Regions from separate parts of the Mus musculus genome. Here regions 2 and 3 are each linked to region 1. Evidence: chromatin contacts called from public Hi-C data. All regions are on one chromosome and are shown on one strand. The core of a region is the stretch at or near the end of the contact, and the rest is flanking DNA. Distances in the headings are between cores, read along the strand shown. Region 1 holds the start of Selenok (selenoprotein K). Region 2 holds the start of Ghitm (growth hormone inducible transmembrane protein). Region 3 holds the start of Nudt13 (nudix (nucleoside diphosphate linked moiety X)-type motif 13).

Region 1 (3,292 bases), core at 497-2,996:
TATACTTACAAGAAAACCACGAATTCTGCTATTCCCCAGAAGAAGTCTGTTAGGAAAGACACTCTCCATGGGGACTGATTCCTGCTGTCCAACACCTGACCTACAGAATTAAAGAAAGAAACTGAGGTAAGTGCCACAAGTCCACAACTCGGCGCTGCCTTTAATCAGCGGAGCAACACCAATGAGCTCAGCTTTTGACTTGTTGGCTTCTTCAAGCCAGTCAACATCAGAGGTCCACTGTGAGTGCAGTCAAACTCTGGGATCTAGCGTTCACTCCTTCGATAGATGTCTACTTTCAGTATGTAATTCTCGGAGGCGAACTCATTCTAGGCATCTCTTTGCCATCTCCTTCTCACTGGTAAAATGCACATGACATTTTAGTGGCGAGATGGATGCAGCAGAAGAACACTGATCACTTTTGAGTGCATAGCTGTATGAGCTAGTGACCTAAATTGCAAATAACAGAATCTGCGAGCGCTCGAAACTGAAGATGGAATGATGATGCTTCCTGTAGTGCCCATCACACCACCTATCCCAAAGCTTTGTAATCAGGAGGTGAAATCCTGAAAAAAGCCGAGAAATTCAAAGTGCTCTCAGCCCTAAGACTTCTGCTAATCGCCCTACTCTCTAGAGATACAGAGATGAATCTGATACAACCACACCTATTTCCAGGGCCCCAAGAGAGTCTTGTAGAAATGCGCCAAGGAGTCTCACCTAAGTCACACAGGTGGGCAGATGGTTCTGGCACTGATACGACCTTCTCAGGCTGTATTTTTTTCTTTTCCAGTAATTGGAGACTTGCTTCCCAAGTTCTTTCAAACTGGGTAAAGTCTTGGGCTTAGGACTAGCTACACTTTTAGGGGAGAAAAATCTGTCACAACTTTTGTATTGCCTGGCGTGGTGGTGCTTGCCTTTAATTTAATCCCACTACTCCGGAGTCAGAGGCAGGAGGATCTTTGGGAGTTAGTGGCCACCTTAGCGTACACAGTGAGTTACAGGGCAGATAAAACTACAAAGTGAGACCCTGTCTCCAGATTTTATTTATTTTTTTCATATTCTTGCTAGTCCTGCATCACCACCATCGCCATCATTATTGTACGCATTATAGAGGCAGTATGGTAGGTAATACTGGAGCCAACCTGAGTTCAATTTAACCTAAATTTCATATTGCCTTTGTGATCTTTAGCGAGCTAGTCAATCTATGTCTCAGTCTGCATCCGAAAAACAGGGATAGAAATACACCATCTGAATAGAACAGTTACAAGGATGAAAGAGATGCTAGGCAAAGAACGCGGCTCTAGCGGCCCAAACAAAAGCGCGTTGTATCCGGACCGGGTTAGCGTCTCTGTCATTCCCGGGTTAAGGACACCCGCGCCCGGGATCACTATCGCAAACCCACAATCGGAAAATTGGCTGTACCAGGAGGCTTCAGGGTCCCCCAGCGGCACCCGGGGACCTTCTGGGCTGCGCCTCGGCTCCCACCGCCTCCGCTTCCCACTCCTTCCGGCCACTGGTGTGGGGGAGGCCGCCCCAAGCTCAGGACCCGGCGAGTCAGGACAGAAGCGGCCCAGGGTAAGGCTCTCACTCACCATTCGAGATGTAAACCATCTTCCCTCCGGTTGCCTGCTTCCTAGCGACAGAGAAGACCGGACGCCCCTGTTGTCGCCGTACCTAGCCTCCCGCCCCGCCCTGTACGTCACAGGCCACTGACAGACCCAAGTCAGGCTAGAGGTGGGTCGAGCCCATTGGCTGCTGGGAGACCACTCCTGACTAGAGGTTCCGCCCAGTCACACAAGTAACTTCCGCTGGCGTGGATACTGCCTGAGTCAGGAGACCGGATATGACGTCTAGGAGAAACATTGTTTGAGGGTCCTTTTCCCCACCCCCCTCACTTGGTTCCGGTTTGACCGAGAGTCTTTGAGGCCACAGCACTGCCGACCGGAAGTTGCTTGCTAGTTGGCAGACACGCGCAGGGTTCGGGTCCGAGGTGGCTCGAAGGGCTTGGAGGGCGGAACGTTCCTCAGCTTTCCAGATGTGTTGCTGTCTTTTGGAGTGGCAGGGAGAGGCTCTGAGGCGGTGTCTGGGACATGAAGAGCTTTAACCATCAGGTTTTGCTGAACTCACTTTTAAGTCCCTCTGGACCGTATTCCCTTTAAGCCGGTTATTTCTGCTCTCAGTTTATTTGTTTTGCTTTTTTGAAACAGGACTCACACTGTATTCCTGGCTCTGAGCTCACATTGTAGACGAGGCTGGCCCTAAACGCAAAGATCTGCCTGCCTCTGCCTCCGTAGCGCAGGGATGAAAGACAAGCCTCACCACACCCAGCTGGTTTTTGTTTTTGTCTTTTGTCTTGTTTTTGTTTGTTTTTGATTTGGGATCTGTGTATCCCAGGCTGCCCTTGAACTCACTTTGTAGACCAGGCCTATACCAGTACTCATGTGGCATAGGCAGGTGGATCTGTATAAGTTCAAGAAGTGGAATTTGTTATTTTTCGAGACTGTTTTTCTGTGTAGCCCTGGCTGCCCTGTAACTAGCTCTGTAGAGCAGGCTGTTCTTGAACTCAGAGATCCACCTGTCTCTTGCCTCCCAAGTGCTGGGACTAAAGGTGTAACCAACACCCAGCTAAGAAGTGGCATTTTTAATAGCTGTAGAGACACAACTAGGGAAAATCAAATGAACTTCAGAATGACAATTTCCTCTGCTTGTCAGCATTGTAGACGTGACATATGCGTTAGAAGGCAGGTCTTGGGCATCCAGTAAGTTTGAAGAAAATTCCTTGCTGCCCCTGTTGTGTTTCCTTTGTGGTGCGGGGAGTGGGGGTGAGGAGAGGGGAAGGGAGGAATGAGGTGTGCAGTCAGTACAGAAAGGGAGAGTTGGGTGTTTTCCACCTTATTGGACTGGCTAGGGAGCTCTGGCCATCTGCCTGTCTCATCCTCCAGGATAGGTCTGAGTTGTGTGCAACCACTGTTGGCTTTTACATGACTGCTGGGGATTCTAAAATCCAGGCCCTCATGTCTGTGTAGCAGTCACTTTACCCACCGAGCTCTCTTCCCAACCTGGGTCCGTGATTTTTCTCAAGGGCCTTTCTAGACCTGGGCTTAAACCATGACGTTGCCTCTCACTCTCTGTGCTCTCTTTTCCTTCTAACTGAAATCCCTGGTTATACTTTTGTCAGACTGCAACAAGAATGATTTATTTAAAAAAAACAAAACAAAACTTTGTTTTGCTTAAAACCCTTTAGACACTAAAATGTAGTGATCTCCCATTGCTCTTACAAACTAGGTCCTTTTCA
Region 2 (3,241 bases), core at 522-3,021, 7.2 Mb before region 1:
CTATTCGAACAAGGCTACACCTCCTAATAGTACCACTCCCTGGAACAAACACATATAAACCATCACACATACTTTTTTATTTATTAACAAAAATAGTTTGCTATACCGATCTACTTTCACTTTGCTTGTGTATTCCTTTGTGCAACACTGGAAGTATTCTTGGTTTGATTCTATCAAAAGTTGTAGGAGGGTGCTCTTTCATGGATACCAAGAAATAACCTCTTGGGCTGAAAAGATGGCTCAAGCACTAAAGGTCAGGCTCCTAACCAAAAATAAAAGAGACATGTCTCTTATTGTAATAAATTATTTTCCACTGAGGCATTTCAGTAGCCTTCACACACACACACACACACAATAAAATAAAATAAAATAAAATAAAATAAATAAAAACCTTCACAAGAAGAGTGGTTTGTATGTATTCTGTTACTCAAGTGGAGCCTGAAGCTTGACAACAAACAAACAAAAATGTCATTGAAAAGTCAAAAGGTAAAAAAGAAAAAGAAAGAAAGAAAGAAGAGAAAAGAAAAAAGAAAAAAAAGAGAAAAGGAAAGGAAAGGAAAGGAAAGGAAAGGAAAGGAAAGAAAAACTCGGAAATAAACCCCTCTAGATCTCACCATCAGTAGTACACTCAAGAAGCAGGTTGGCTCTAATTTAAAAAAAAAAAAAATGCCACATTTGGTAGGAATGTTTTTATGGCAATTAGAAAAAATGTGTTATTCAATTTTGACACTATGCCCCACCCCCAGCCCCTGCCGCAGACTAGGTCTGTCTTACTCTGGCCATTCTGAAACTCACTACTATATAGACCATTGGCGTTATTTTCTGGCTAAACGCCCAAAACAAGAAACTCAACCAATGATTGTTTAACTATCCATCTAACTTCTAAAAGTTCCTAAAATTAAGGCTTAGTTTTCAGTACATACAAAAAAAAAATTGATCATAAGTTATAAAAACATAAACTTTATTAAAATGCTCAAGTTAATTTTGTGTATTGATATGTTCATACATGAGTTCATGTAGCATAATAGCTAAAGCAAAGTAGTGAAAATGCCTAGGTGGGTTCTGTCATTCCATAAATACAAAAGATTTGGTCCTGGCCTTATAATTAATTCAAAGTAAATTAATATATGCAGAACTCACTAAACCAGTATCAAATCCCTTAACATTTGCATAATGAATGAAAAGGAGAGCGCGTCAAGTACCTCTCACATAGCTCAAGACACCCTGCCTAGCCACAGCCCCAGCAGTGATAAAAATTAAGCAGTTAACGAAAGTCTGACTAAATTATACCTCTAAGGGTTAGTTAATTTCGTGCCAGCCAACGCGACTAGACGATTAACCCAAACTAATTACTCTCGGCGTAAAACGTGTTTTAAGAATGACTCTTAAATAGAACAAAATCCAATTTAAATGTGAAAATTCATTGTTAAACCTAAATCCAATAACAAAAGTAATTCTAAGCTGGCCTAGAGCTCACAGCGATCTACCTGCCTCCCCAAAAAGTGGGACTTAAGGAGTGCGCTGCCAACCAGTCCAACTCCCTTTTTCGCCCCCACACCTATTGGCAGCGAGTGCGCACAACGCACAACGCAGATGCCCAAAGCGTTTGCCAGTGTCGGCTTCCTTACTCGGACCCAGAAAGGACGCTGACTGTGACGTTTTCGAAACACAAACTTCCATTGGTCCGGTCTCCAAACCAAGCCCCGCCTTCGCCACTGCGCCCGCCCTTCCGTTAGAAGCCTGCTCTCGATTGGCTGCTTGTACTATTTACCTTTTGTCCGGATATTGCGTGACGCTGTGAGTCGCGCGGTTGCGGAGGAGCGGGCAGAGGGAGGTCGCACACTCTGAGTTTCGGTGACCCGGAAGGGAGCCCCGTGGTAGAGGTGACCGGAGCTGAGGTACTGCCTCGCGAGGCCTGAGAATTCCAGTCCTTGTGACGGGCGTCGGCACAGCGGGATCTGGGCTGGCTGCTACGGGCGGGGCGGGAAGGCCGGGCTCGTCCTCGCTCTTCATCTCCCTGGGCAGAGGGATGCTGAGTCAGCCGCTCGGGGACCCGCGCGGGGGCCCTAGCTGTCGGCGATCGGGTGCCGTGGGGGTGGTGCGTGGACGCGGAGGCAGCGGGCTAGCGGTGAGAGGGGAGGACCGGGCGCATCCGAACACTCAAGCTCAAGGAAGCGTTAGGAAGGGTCGCCACTAGTTCGTAGAGACCCAGCCCAGGAGCCGGTTTCAGACGTCCAGAATCTGCACTTAAATATATGGCAGATAACCCTCTTGGCTGTTCCACGACATAAGGCCACGCAGACTAGGTAGGCTCTGTTCGGGTCAGTAAGCTGAAGCCATAGGTTGAGATGATGTAATGGCATGAAAGTACCAAAAGGGCTCCGGGTTTTTTCCGCAAGGTCAGATGCCTAGAGCTGTGTGCACTTCGTAGTTCCGGAAATTCTTAACTTTGGAGGTGCTAGTTAAAACTTCTTTACATTCCTATAGTTTTAGGGTAATTCATGGGCGATTTCAAAGTCCCATTTTGGCCAAGTTTTCTTGTATTTAAATATTTTACAAATGGGGAGAAAGCGGAAATACAAATCACTTGCCTAAAATTCATCACAACTCATTGACCAGAAATGTGCCTTTAGCATCGCAGAAAGGCGTGTACTTAACTATTTATCGATATAGTCTAACTGGAACTGAGACAATTCAATTTTAGAATGTTGGGGGCAGGGGTTACCCTATTAAGAATACCAGAAGGTGTTTTAACAGGGAAACCTAGCAGGGCAATTTTGTTTATTTTGATTGAATGTTATGTAGTGGAATAATTTAATTTGAATGTATCTGTCGTATCTTAAAGGGAAGTAACATCTGACCTACTTGGTAGACATTTGCATGCCTGGCTTTTGTTCATGGTTTTTAGTCTCGAGTGGTTTAGTTATCTTTTCTCTGGATGATGTTTTTCTTGTGCTGAAATGTCACACAGATTCTTTTACTTTTACTCATTGAATGATGGAGTAAATATCAGGCCAAGCTATGTTTGTAAAATCTGTGATTGTGTCAACATAATAACATTGATTCTGTATTACATATATCTGGTCAAACTTGGATTTATATCATTGGCTGCCCATTCTAAACTAGATTTGTTGAGTCAGAAGGAACAAGGGAAGGATACAGCATTAAAAATTAATGAGGCCACTGTTCTGATTTTTTTCTTCTATTTAAATTAAGTTTCTTCTGATTTTGGCTACTATGT
Region 3 (3,321 bases), core at 179-2,678, 9.7 Mb after region 1:
GAGAGATACTGCAGGCACACACATGCCACAGGATAAGTGTACAGGTCAGAGGACACCCTCAGGTGTTGGTCCTCACCCTCCACCTTATTTTGAGCCATGATATTTCTGTCATTCATCACTGTGTATACTAGGCTGGTTAGCCTGTGAGCTTCCAGAGAGTCACAGATGTGCACTATTGCACCCCACTTTACATGGGTCCTGGGGACTCAAACTCAGCAAGCACTTTATCTGCTGAGCCACTTTTCCAGCCCTGACTAAAATTTACTTATTTATTTTTACTGATTTTAAATTTCATTTATTTATTTATTTTTGAGACAAAGTATCACTCTGTAACCCAGGCTGGCCTCAGACTCATAGCGACTCTTTTGCTTCAGCAGGAAGGATTATAGGCTATCTTTAAATTTTAAAGCACATGCATATACATACATACACACACATATATATGTATATATAAATACAATAATGTATAACAAAACCAGTAGTTTCCAGGACTAACGGCTAAAAGAGGTTATTTTCACGCTACTGGAAATTTAGGCTACTGGAATTCCTCTGGTGAGGTTAATGGGTCCTGGGAATCGAGCTGTAACTACTCACTGCTCTTGTATGGCCATACAGCTACCTGGTTTCTTGTCCAATATTTGATACCAAATTAATTTTAGCCAACTGTCGATTATCATGGCCTGACGACTGGACAATATGTCAAACAGCATCCCCACACTTGACGCTCCTGGTGTGTGTGTATACAAAGAATTATCGATGAGATGAAAGGTAACGTTGTTTTTACTCAAAACTAATAAATGCCAAGGCATTTGAACGTATGAACTAACAACTTCTATGGCACACACACACACATTTCTCATTCTGTTCATCTTTCCAGATGGAATGACTTGAAAGGCATAAAGCGTGACCGTGGGTTCCTCCTGAATCTTCACAGGTGCCCAGGGAGCAGCCACTCCACTGTGGACTTCGATGGCTGGGAATGCTGGAAGCTGATGAGCAGCCGTGTTGCAGACTTCACGGTCTCTGTGCCCTGGTTTATATAAAAAGCTTTATGGTTTATTTCTAAAAGATCCCGCCACCATTTAAAAAATTAAGAGAAAAGGTGAAATATTGGAAACTTCCATTTTAAATAGCTCTTCAAAAATATTTCAGAAAATATTTAGAGGTACTCAATGTTGGGTACAAAAACGTCCGGTTTCTCGAGATTTGAAAGGTTTAAGTTAAAACTGTCAAACTCTGTAACCGAGAGCGTCTGGCAAGTTTTGATTATGGCTCCTTACTACATCCTAGTTGCACTTAGAACAGGTTTCGTTTCCTGTACTCACTCTTTTCGAGATGCCTTCTATGCCCCAATGGTCTGCACGCCCCTGGAAACTCCAAATGTTCAAGTTCAAATGGTTTCTCTTTTCCCTTCCCAGTGGGATTGACGCTTTGCCACACCTCCCAGAATCCTCCTTAAAGATGCACTCTGGGAAATGTAGTTTCATCGCTACAGCGCACGTAGGGGTGGTTGGGTAAGTGGAAATCTGACACACTTCCCAGCAGTCTCAGAGAGATTACCGATGCACTCTGGGAATTGTAGTTCAACTTTTAGGCCGGGAGCTTGTAACCTTGGGTTGCAAAGTTAACCTTATAAAGCATATAGTGAAACCCACCACAAACAAATAGCTTTAACAGTTTCCAGATCTTCTGGGCTAGATGCTGCTTAGCTGAATTGGTGAGCCCCAGGTTCAGTGGGAGACCCTGCCTCAATGAACAAAGGGGAAAGCCATGGAGGAAGACATTCCATGTCAACTTTACCCTCTACACCCACATACTTTAATGTGCACCCATGGACACACATGTGCCATGTACATATGAACATGAAAAAAAAATCTTTTTTTAAGGTTAGGAGTTCCGGGCTTAGCCGGGCGTGGTGGTGCATGCCTTTAATCCCAGCACTTGGGAGGCAGAGGCAGGTGGATTTCAGAGTTCAAGGCCAGCCTGGTCTACAGAGTGAGTTCCAGGACAGCCAGGGCTATACAGAGAAACCCTGTCTCGAAAAACAAAAACAAAAACAAAAAAAGGAGTTCCAGGCCTGCCTTTAATCCCAGGAGACAGAGGCAGAGCCCTCTGAATTTGAGGTCAGCCCAGTGTACACAGTAGACTCAGGTTATCAGGGGTGCATACTGATACCTTGCTTTAAATAAACGAGGGACTGTGCTTAGGTATATAGACGCTTTAGGTAAAACTCTTACCTTGGTCAATCAGTAGGATCAATCACCATCTAAGACGAATCTCCAGTAAAGCTACTTGGGGCTGCTTTCTTTCTTACTATGGGAGTTGCTTGCTTCTGTGAGAAGCCAGTGCTATTAACCACTAAGCCATTTCCCTAGCTCTTCAAAATATAATTAATGAGACAAAATATTAAAAGTACAGGATACATAAAAAATGCATCTTAATGTAAACAAAATTCTATGGGAGAAAACAAAATAAATAACTGTACACACGGTTGTAAGTGCTGGGGCAGAAGTTAAAGCATGGTAAGAGGAGGAGCGGTTTTGCTATTTTACGTAGGATGGATAGCCTCATTGTTAAGGCAACACTGGAATAAAGAGCTTGACAGAGCTGACAGGAACAGCCAAGTTAGGATTTGTGGGGAGAGACTTGTAGACAGAGTAAAATAAGCTCGTGCAAAGGCCCTGGGGTGGAGATGTGCCTGGCGGGTGTAAAGAAAGGTTAGGACTGGGGCTGGAGAAATGGCAGAATGGTTTAGAGTCCTGATTGTTCTTCTAGAGGACCTGGATTTGAGTCCCAGCTTCAATATAACAGCTTACAACCTTCTGGAACTCTAGTTCCAAGGGATCTGAGGTCCTCTTCTGGCCTCTGTGGGCATTGCTCAAATGTGGTACACAGTATACACAGACAAAACACCCATAACACATAACAATAAAAGGTAAAACAAAGAAATGTAGGACAGATCATTATAGATGAGGTCAAAAAATAGACAGGCACTAGATCACACGGAGCCTCACGAGTGTTATGTTTTTATAAAGCCATTATAATGTTCTGGGTTTATTCCGAGAGGGATAGAATGTCACCAAAGGGCTTAAGCGGAACAAGAGGACATTTTAAAAGAACCATTGTAGGGACAAGGTTACTAACTCCTGAATATAGATCTGAACACAGATCTAGATCATCAGAAAAAGGACAGCAGGCCTAGTTTAATGGCTAGCCAGTTTTTAATGGTGAGAGGAACGTGTGTGTGTGTGTGTGTGTATAAAAAGAGAGAATGTGTGGGTCTATCTGTCTCTCTCTGTGTCTGTCTGTCTGTCTGTCTCT

Evidence for each region. Hi-C and Micro-C count contacts between places; a contact is called where the count stands out from the background.
Region 2: a contact with region 1 is called in a Hi-C map of CD8 T cells, with 10 times the contacts expected there. The contact joins the promoter of Ghitm here to the promoter of Selenok in region 1. A contact is called at or near these places in 3 of 484 Hi-C or Micro-C datasets (CD4 T cells, CD8 T cells and regulatory T cells).
Region 3: a Hi-C map of muscle stem cells shows a contact between it and region 1, with 4 times the contacts expected there. The contact joins the promoter of Nudt13 here to the promoter of Selenok in region 1. A contact is called at or near these places in 2 of 484 Hi-C or Micro-C datasets (CD4 T cells and muscle stem cells).

Annotation. Positions count from the first base shown.
Region 1 is chr14:29,966,834-29,970,125 of GRCm38.p6, reverse strand. Selenok (selenoprotein K) reads right to left here and starts at 1,746. Exons shown (of 5, transcript NM_019979.2): 1 at 1,590-1,746; 2 at 10-100. The coding sequence starts at 1,608.
Region 2 is chr14:37,133,852-37,137,092 of GRCm38.p6, reverse strand. Ghitm (growth hormone inducible transmembrane protein) reads left to right here and starts at 1,771. Exons shown (of 9, transcript NM_078478.5): 1 at 1,771-1,898.
Region 3 is chr14:20,292,797-20,296,117 of GRCm38.p6, reverse strand. It overlaps Nudt13 (nudix (nucleoside diphosphate linked moiety X)-type motif 13), which reads right to left and starts at 1,428. Exons shown (of 9, transcript NM_026341.3): 1 at 1,326-1,428.